Regions from separate parts of the Mus musculus genome. Here region 2 is linked to region 1. Evidence: chromatin contacts called from public ChIA-PET data. All regions are on one chromosome and are shown on one strand. Each heading gives the region's core, a stretch centred on a gene start, on an enhancer-like site or on the middle of the called end of the contact. The rest is flanking DNA. Distances are from core to core; before and after follow the strand shown.

Evidence for each region. ChIA-PET counts read pairs in DNA pulled down with a chosen protein or histone mark.
Region 2: an RNA polymerase II ChIA-PET map of memory CD8 T cells shows a contact between it and region 1, with 9 read pairs. The contact joins two enhancer-like sites. A contact is called at or near these places in 8 of 39 promoter capture datasets (the 3T3-L1 cell line, 3T3-L1-derived adipocytes, the HPC-7 cell line and 4 more) and 1 of 115 datasets of contacts at active chromatin or transcription factors (memory CD8 T cells).

The regions. Positions count from the first base shown.
Region 1 is chr1:39,916,377-39,920,025 of GRCm38.p6, forward strand. All of the region lies in intron 2 of Map4k4 (mitogen-activated protein kinase kinase kinase kinase 4), which reads left to right. Among named protein-coding and RNA genes, the nearest start is that of Map4k4, 17 kb to the left of the region's middle. Within about 2 kb of position 1,710, at least 69 of the 459 cell types and tissues checked have an H3K27ac peak or open chromatin away from gene starts, as enhancers often do. A contact at or near this core is called in memory CD8 T cells, where this site is marked.
Region 2 is chr1:40,540,380-40,544,128 of GRCm38.p6, forward strand. Il18rap (interleukin 18 receptor accessory protein) reads left to right here. Exons shown (of 13, transcript NM_010553.4): 10 at 1,508-1,659; 11 at 2,611-2,748. Among named protein-coding and RNA genes, the nearest start is that of Il18rap, 27 kb to the left of the region's middle. Within about 2 kb of position 1,957, at least 22 of the 459 cell types and tissues checked have an H3K27ac peak or open chromatin away from gene starts, as enhancers often do. A contact at or near this core is called in memory CD8 T cells, where this site is marked.

The sequences.
Region 1 (3,649 bases), core at 460-2,959:
GGGGTCTCTGATGAAATCAGGGTTCACTTCAGCTTCACATAGTAGCCTCTGGGCTGCCATACAGGGTCATCCCTTATATATGCATGCTTCTTGTACCTGTGGATTTGTCTGTGGATTTACTGGGTTCAGACAACTGGTTTTGTCCTGTTTCCCCTCCCTGGTTCCTAGGCTTGGGACTCCTGATGTGGATATGAGCCCCAGATCTGCCTGCAGCAGCTTGCTTGCCCACCCACCCACCCTCCAAGTTGTTTCCTCAGGCTCTTTCAGGGCTTCATTTAGGATGGTCACTGTTGCTCAGGCTTCATGGCCACCCCCACCCCACCCCCTTAGGACTTGTTTTACAAAACCCTGTGTATGTTTGTATTTGTGGATATGTGCATGTGAGTTTGGTGCCTTCAGAGGCCACCGAAGACAGCTTGTTAAGCTATCTAATCTGAGTGCTGGGAACCAAACTTGGGTCTTCTGCAAGGGCCATATCTGTGCACTTCTGAGCCACTGAGGCATCTCTGGCACCTGCCTTGTGTTCTTACGTCCATGGGTGTGTTTGCTAGTAGTCTCATCTAGTTTTTTCTTAATCTCGGACATTAGTGTGTGTATACGTGTGTGTCTGTGTGTATAAAATATATATATATATATATATATATATATATGTATGTATGTATATGTATATGTATATCAAAGATTTTGGATCTTTTTGATAATTTTTTAGGCTTTATATTTTCTCTAATTTTTGCACATAAGAAATAGCTATATTGTTTGCTTTACCAATGTTATTCTAACCTGTCAGTCTTGCATAGTTTTTAGTAGTCTTACTGTTCTCTGTGTGCTACGACTTCCAGAATGTTAGTCTTTCAGTAGATGCCACTTGCCATGAATTTTACTGTGTTTTAGTGCTGTGGTGGTGGTTGTTGTTATTACTATTATTACTGTTACTCTTATTATTATTATTATTCCTGTAAGTATTCTTGAAGTTTGTCTGAGAGACAGTTCAGTTATGTAGGAGAAAGCCAGTTTATCATTGAGGACCCATTTCTCTGTTTTTTTTAGTAGGACTTAGCATTGGTGAGTGTCTCTGGCACTAGCTTAGTGTCTGGTGAGCTCTGCAGTCAGTATGTGAGTATGCGAGTACTGGCTTTGTTCCTTCATCTCTTTTCTGTACATGTTTTGTCTCTGCCTTAGATAGTTTCCTTATATACATGTGTTGATTTGTACTTGCTGAACTCAGGCAGGCCCCCTTTTAGACCTTGGGTTCCTCATGTCTGGGCAGCCTCTGTATTCCAATTTTACCTCTGGTTTCTCAATCTACCCAGCCTCTCAGCTCTTCCTCACTGAGGGAGCAGGCTGGTCTTTGCTTTGGTTTCTTTCTTCTTGAGTCATGGCTTGAAGGTTTGAAGGGAGCCAGTAGACCTAGCAACCAGAGGTCAGGGGTCAGTCTGCCTTTCACTTGTGTGATGCCTAGTCTCCCCTTCTGCCCCTTTTCCTTTCTCCGAGTTGAAAACAACTTGGTGTGTGTGTGTGTGTGTGTGGTTCATATGCAGATGCAGATGTGTAGGGCTGTGGTTCTCAGCATGTCAGATCTCCTGCACATCAAATGGTTATGTTACGATTCACTGCAGAATGAGGATGTGTGGTAAAGGGTTGCAGTGTGAGGAAGGCTGAGAGCCGCTGGTTTGAGGCGAGCATAGCATCAGTGCCTACCTCTGTAAGTCTCCTCCTGGTCTTTTGAGGCGTAGTCTCCCCTGAATCAAGCCGCAGTGCCGAGGCGGCACAGTGCTGATGTGGGCGGTGATGCCTGGCTTGTTCCATGGGCGCTGTGATCTGAAATCTGGTCTCTTAACCAAGCCATTTCTTCAGACCTTCTCCTGAAGTCAGATCTTGTGTAGTTTGGCTTTGAGCTCCTCCTCTCTCAGCCTCCTGGGTGTGGGATGTGAGGTGTGTCTTGCCACATCTGGTCTCACTGCTGGCTGGTCGGAACGTTGATGCAAACTCAGAGCTCTGCCTGCCGGTAATGGGGTTAAAGGTGTTCACCAACATGCCCAGCAACTCCTCTGTTTTTGATGGTAGTAGTGACATGTAGAAGAGACATCTTAACTTTAGAAAGAGCTTTGTCTTAGGTTTTGTTTGCCTGTTTGTAACAGTGCTTCTCTGTGTAGCCCTGGCTGTCTTGGAACTCACTCTGTAGACCTGGCTGGGTTTTAGTGTGTTCAGAGTTCCACCGCCAATCAATCTGGTGACATCCTTCACACAGACCCATGTCCTGGTCCTTCTAGTGTCTGACAGCTGCACCTTAGCCCTCTGCCTTTTGTTGCTGGAGGTGCTCTAGGCATTTCCTGTAAGTGGAAGCACACAGTGACTGTCTTTGTTCAGCCTGATGTCTTCAGGGTTCAAGCATGTTGTAGTGGGTGTCAGTACCTTATGTCCCCCTTTGTGTAGTCATGTTCCATTGAGTAGCTATTCACCATACACTGGCTCATCAGCTAATGTTTCCCTTTGAGCTCCTAGGGTTGACGCTGCTGTGGGCATGTGTGTGCAGTTCCTGTGTAGACTTTTGGGGCTGTAGGAATCTGTGCTAACTGACTTTTTGAGGAACTGCAGAGCGGGTAGTTTCGTGACACTCCCACAGCAGTTTAGGAATGTACGCTTTTTACATCCTTGCCAATGCGTGTGATAGCTGTCATTCTTCATAATGGGCATGGTTGTTATCTGTCCTGTGGTGTTGATTTGAATGTCTCTGACGACTAATGACAGTGAGCATGTCTTCACTTGCTTTTGGCCTTTTGAGTATTTTTATGGGAGTGTTTTTCAAGTCTTTCACCTGTTGCTTAAGTTGAGTGATATTATGAGTTACGAATTTTCTGCCTAAGTATTCTCTGTTTGTCCAAGCTGCTGGGTCTATAATGTGCAGCATCTTTGTGTATTCTTGGATTGTATTTGCACTTTCTTTATGGTATATATTTTCCAAGTCCGCTTTTCATTTTGGTGATATCAAATGTTTGATGAAATAAGAAGTATGCTTTTTTACTTATGATGCTGGCATCACATCTAAGAACCTTTTCCTAATCCAAGGTTACAAAGGTTTATTCTTGTGCTTTCTTCTTAGTTCGGTTGTTTTAGCTCTTAGGTTCATTGCTGGTTAGCTCATGCATGCTTTAAGTTGGGCACATATTCACCCATTTACACCTGAGTATCTCCTTGAGCATCATTTCTTGAGAAGACTTTTAAACTACCCTCCTCTCCCCCACAACCCTACCAGTTATTTTAACACACTTGTAGACCTCACTGAGAGCTGCTGGACTCCTGAGCTTCGCTGCAGTGATTGTTGTGTCTGTCTCTGGCCGATATCACAACATCTTGATTCCTGTACCTTAATTTGAAATTAGGAAGTGGGAGCTTTCTTCCGGAATAGTTCATCCAAGAGCCTGCTGATTCTGCCTATCTTTTTACTGGCAGCGGACCTTGACACACGACACAATTTTTTTTTTTTAGGAACATTGCATAGCAGTTGCTACGAACTTTTCTGTTTGGTACTTATTCCTCTCAACATGAGTATTTCTCCCCTTTTGCAGATACTCTGTTATATAGCAGACTACTATACTTTTGTAAGGGGGCCTCTAGAAACATTGCTAAGTACTGCTTGCTCTATGTATAC
Region 2 (3,749 bases), core at 707-3,206, 620 kb after region 1:
AAGCCCTCCAATGTCTAGAAAAGTAAGTCTCTATCCTAGAGCAAAGGATCTGGGACCCATCATGGCCAGTCAGACATGTCAATTGGAGATGTGTCCTACCAATTTTCTGTATTAGAAACCCCTCCAGATAAGAATCCACAGCATGTTCTCTCTAGTTTTTCAAGGATTTCACTGGACTAATGTAATATTTTGAAAAGTATAGATAAACAGTAAAGGAAAGATTTTACTGAGGGAAACGCCATTCAGCAAGAGGTTCTAACATCAAGGAACACATTGGATTTCAAACGGATGCTGCATGAGACTCTACGTAGGAGAAGTGAGGCAGAGCCCAGATTCTCAAGCCACCCCACCTGTGGATTTTAGTCTGCTTTCCAGGAGTGGCGAGGTGACTCTGGCCTTCTGTGAGGGAGGCCCCATCTCCTAGGTATATGACAGAAAACCTCATTTCTCAAGGTCACCATAAGGGACAGATGAGGTAGAAGCCACATGTACCTCAGAATGTGTGGCAAGCAGAAAACTTCTGTGGACTGATTGTAGGCTCACAGCGGCATGACCCATCTGAACATGGTCCCTTAATGTGACCACTGAATGATGCAGACATAGAAAATGGGAACTAAGTAAATGCAGAAAGTCAGTTTTCTGGGTGGGTCAGAGATCTGGGTGCCAGGCTGGAGGTGGGACATACTAAAGTCACACAGTAATGATGATGTCACTACTGTGGCCAGCACCACTCTTCCTCCACTGAACTTTGCCCCTGACACTACCAAGTCAGGATGTTCATATCCTGACTCCTTAGAGTTTGTGTTGTGAGGAAGGAAGAGATTAAAGAGTCCATAGTCAGTGCTCAGCCAAGTACCTGGTAGCAAGCCTCAAGAGGAATTAGGTGTGGTGTGGTATGATGTGTGTGTGTGTGTGTGTGTGTGTGTGTGTGTGTGTGTGTAGGTGTGTAGGTGTGTAGGTGTATGTAGACATATGTGTACTTGCATTTGGAGGCTAGGGGTAAATCTCATCTTTCATTCCTCAAAGTTCACTAATCTTGTTTGGGGTTGGGGGTGGGGGGCAGAATTTCTTCCTGACTGAACTAGGCTGTCTGGCCACTGAGCCATACGGATCCACTTCTGTCTGCTTTCCCAATGCTGGCATTACACGTACACGCTACCACACCTGGCTTTTTACATGTGCTCCGGGGATTAAATTTAGGGCTTCATGCTTGGGAAGGAAACAGTCTACAGAGGGAGACTGTTCATAAATTATCAATATTCTTCATTCCCAAAGGGGGACTCTTACAGTGAAGTCCAGAGGAGGGCCACACGTAACTTGTGCTTTAGTGCAAAGCCTTAGCAGATTCCATCCATTGATGAAGAACAAGCCTCCTCTGTCTGTCTCTGATCTTTTACAGTCTTCTTACGAGAAATTCCTACTGGCTCTTCGTCAGCTTTCTGAGCACAGCTTCACGAATGGCAGTTGATCTTCCTGAGTGGGTGTGAATTTCCCCCTCCTTTTCTAGAATTCAATCCACTTTCAAGAATGAAGTCATTGAACGTACCATCTTCTTGAGAGAAGTTACCCAGAGAGATCTCAGCAGAAAGTTTGTTTGCTTTGCCCAGAACTCCATTGGGAACACAACACGGACCATACGGCTGAGGAAGAAGGAAGAGGGTAAGCCTAGAAGTTTGTTCCCAGAGATTGACAACTGTTCTTCTTGAAAGGGGAAGGGGCATTTTCCCAAAAAGAGCATCAGTGTTAGCTGTGAAAGCTTTCCAGACACTAAAGCACTTTGCCGTGGTAGTTCCTTTAAGGCCTTGACTATGACCATACAACTGACTTTGACCTGAGCTTTGTAACAACTAATTTGTGTGCAGAAGAACCCATTACTCAACTCACCCAGACTTTCTGTTCATGCTGTTGCCCATTCATATAGCCTTCCCACTTACTCATTCCCTAAAGCACTCAATTAACCTACTTATCCCTCTTGTACCTACAAGAATCCCCAGCCCCACCTACCCCCACCCACTGGGACAGCCCAGTGTGCAGACATCACTTTCTTTGCCATTTGCCCCTGCTGGCTTCCAGAGACCATGACAAGAACTCTGAGAAATGCCCATGAGGAACAGTTCCATCCTTAGCAAGATGTCCAGGGATGAGGTTGGGCCAATCATGGACTTGCTCAGTCGATGACTGGAACACAGTCCAGCAGAGTAAATGTCCTCTGGCCATAGTGTGACACTGTAAGTGTGCCATGACGGTAGCTTTCCTATGCAGATCCCTTATTTATAAGTTGAGTCATGGAGGGTGCAAGGTGCTGATGTGACTCCTAGTCTAGGAATGTTTAGACTTCCATGGGGATGAGCACCCGCAAATGTAATTTACAACAGGCAACAGGAAAGGTACAGATGAGCTCTATAGACATTTGTAGGAACAAAAATAGGTAAAATGACTCAGCATCGTAGGTCAGCTCATCAGGAATTTCCCATCAACCTGGCTCTCTAGAGTTAATTGTGGAAAATTCCATCCAGACTTGAGATGACAGAGATAGCAGCATGGCTTTCTATTACATAATAGGCTGTGTTGGTCTAGATGTGTTTGCTCAGATCTCTGTGTTTCCCTTAGTGGTGTTTGTATACATCCTTCTCGGCACGGCCTTGATGCTGGTGGGCGTTCTGGTGGCAGCTGCTTTCCTCTACTGGTACTGGATTGAAGTTGTCCTGCTCTGTCGAACCTACAAGAACAAAGATGAGACTCTGGGGGGTAAGAACACCCAGTGTGCCACTCCCTGTCTAAATGACAAGACACTGTTACTTAGTTATTCCCTATCTATTGGCTCTCTTTTCTTAGAACTGTCTTAGTTGTGATTTCACATGCCTCCTGCCAGCCAGAGCCCATGAGAAAAGTCAGAGGTAGCTAATGCCTGATAGGTAGTGTTTTATCTCGAAGGATTAGGTCCTTCCTCTTCTTCTTTTCCTCCTCCTCCTCTTCCTCTTTTTCTTCCTCTTCTTTTCCCCCTCTTCTTTTTCTTTTAATTTTTCTTCCTCCTCTTATCCTCCTTCTTCCTCCCCCTCCTTCTCTTCACCTTTCTCTTCTTCTTTTTCTTCTTTCTATTCTTCTTCTTCCTCTTCTAATTCTTCTTCCTCCTCCTCCTAGTCTTTCCTCCCCCTTTTCTTACTCTTCTTCTTTTTTCTTCTAATTTTCCTGCTCCTCTTCTTGTTCATCTTCTCCTCCTTCCTCTTCCTCCTCCTCCTCCTCTTCTTCTTCCTCCTCCTCCTTCCTCTCCTCCTTTTGCTCTGGCTTTACACCAGGAAAGACTGAAGAAACAATTCTAGCTCATTCTAGTTACCAGGAACCTTGTAGAAGATACTTTTGTGGGATTTATGGGACTTAGAAATATTCTCTTTGCTAACCAATCTGGGGTGATTCAGCAAGTGGCAGCTTTATATACCGCTCTCCTCATTCATAAAACAGGACTGTCGCAGCAGCAGGCAGAGGACAGTATGTGAGCTCACTGAGGCTAGACCTGGTTTGCCTTTAGACTGGTACCTAAGTATATAGAAACTCAGTATGGTCTGCGATGAATGTCACTTGAGGATGGGTCATATGCCCAGTCAGAGTATTGACTATTGCCATCTTCACAGTCCCCTTAGACAGAGAAAGATGAAGCCATAATCTTCGTATGAGACCACCCAAAGAGGCTGTGTCTTAACTTTGAATCTTTAAGTCTGGTTTTAGGAAACCCATCACCTGGGTTATTACCA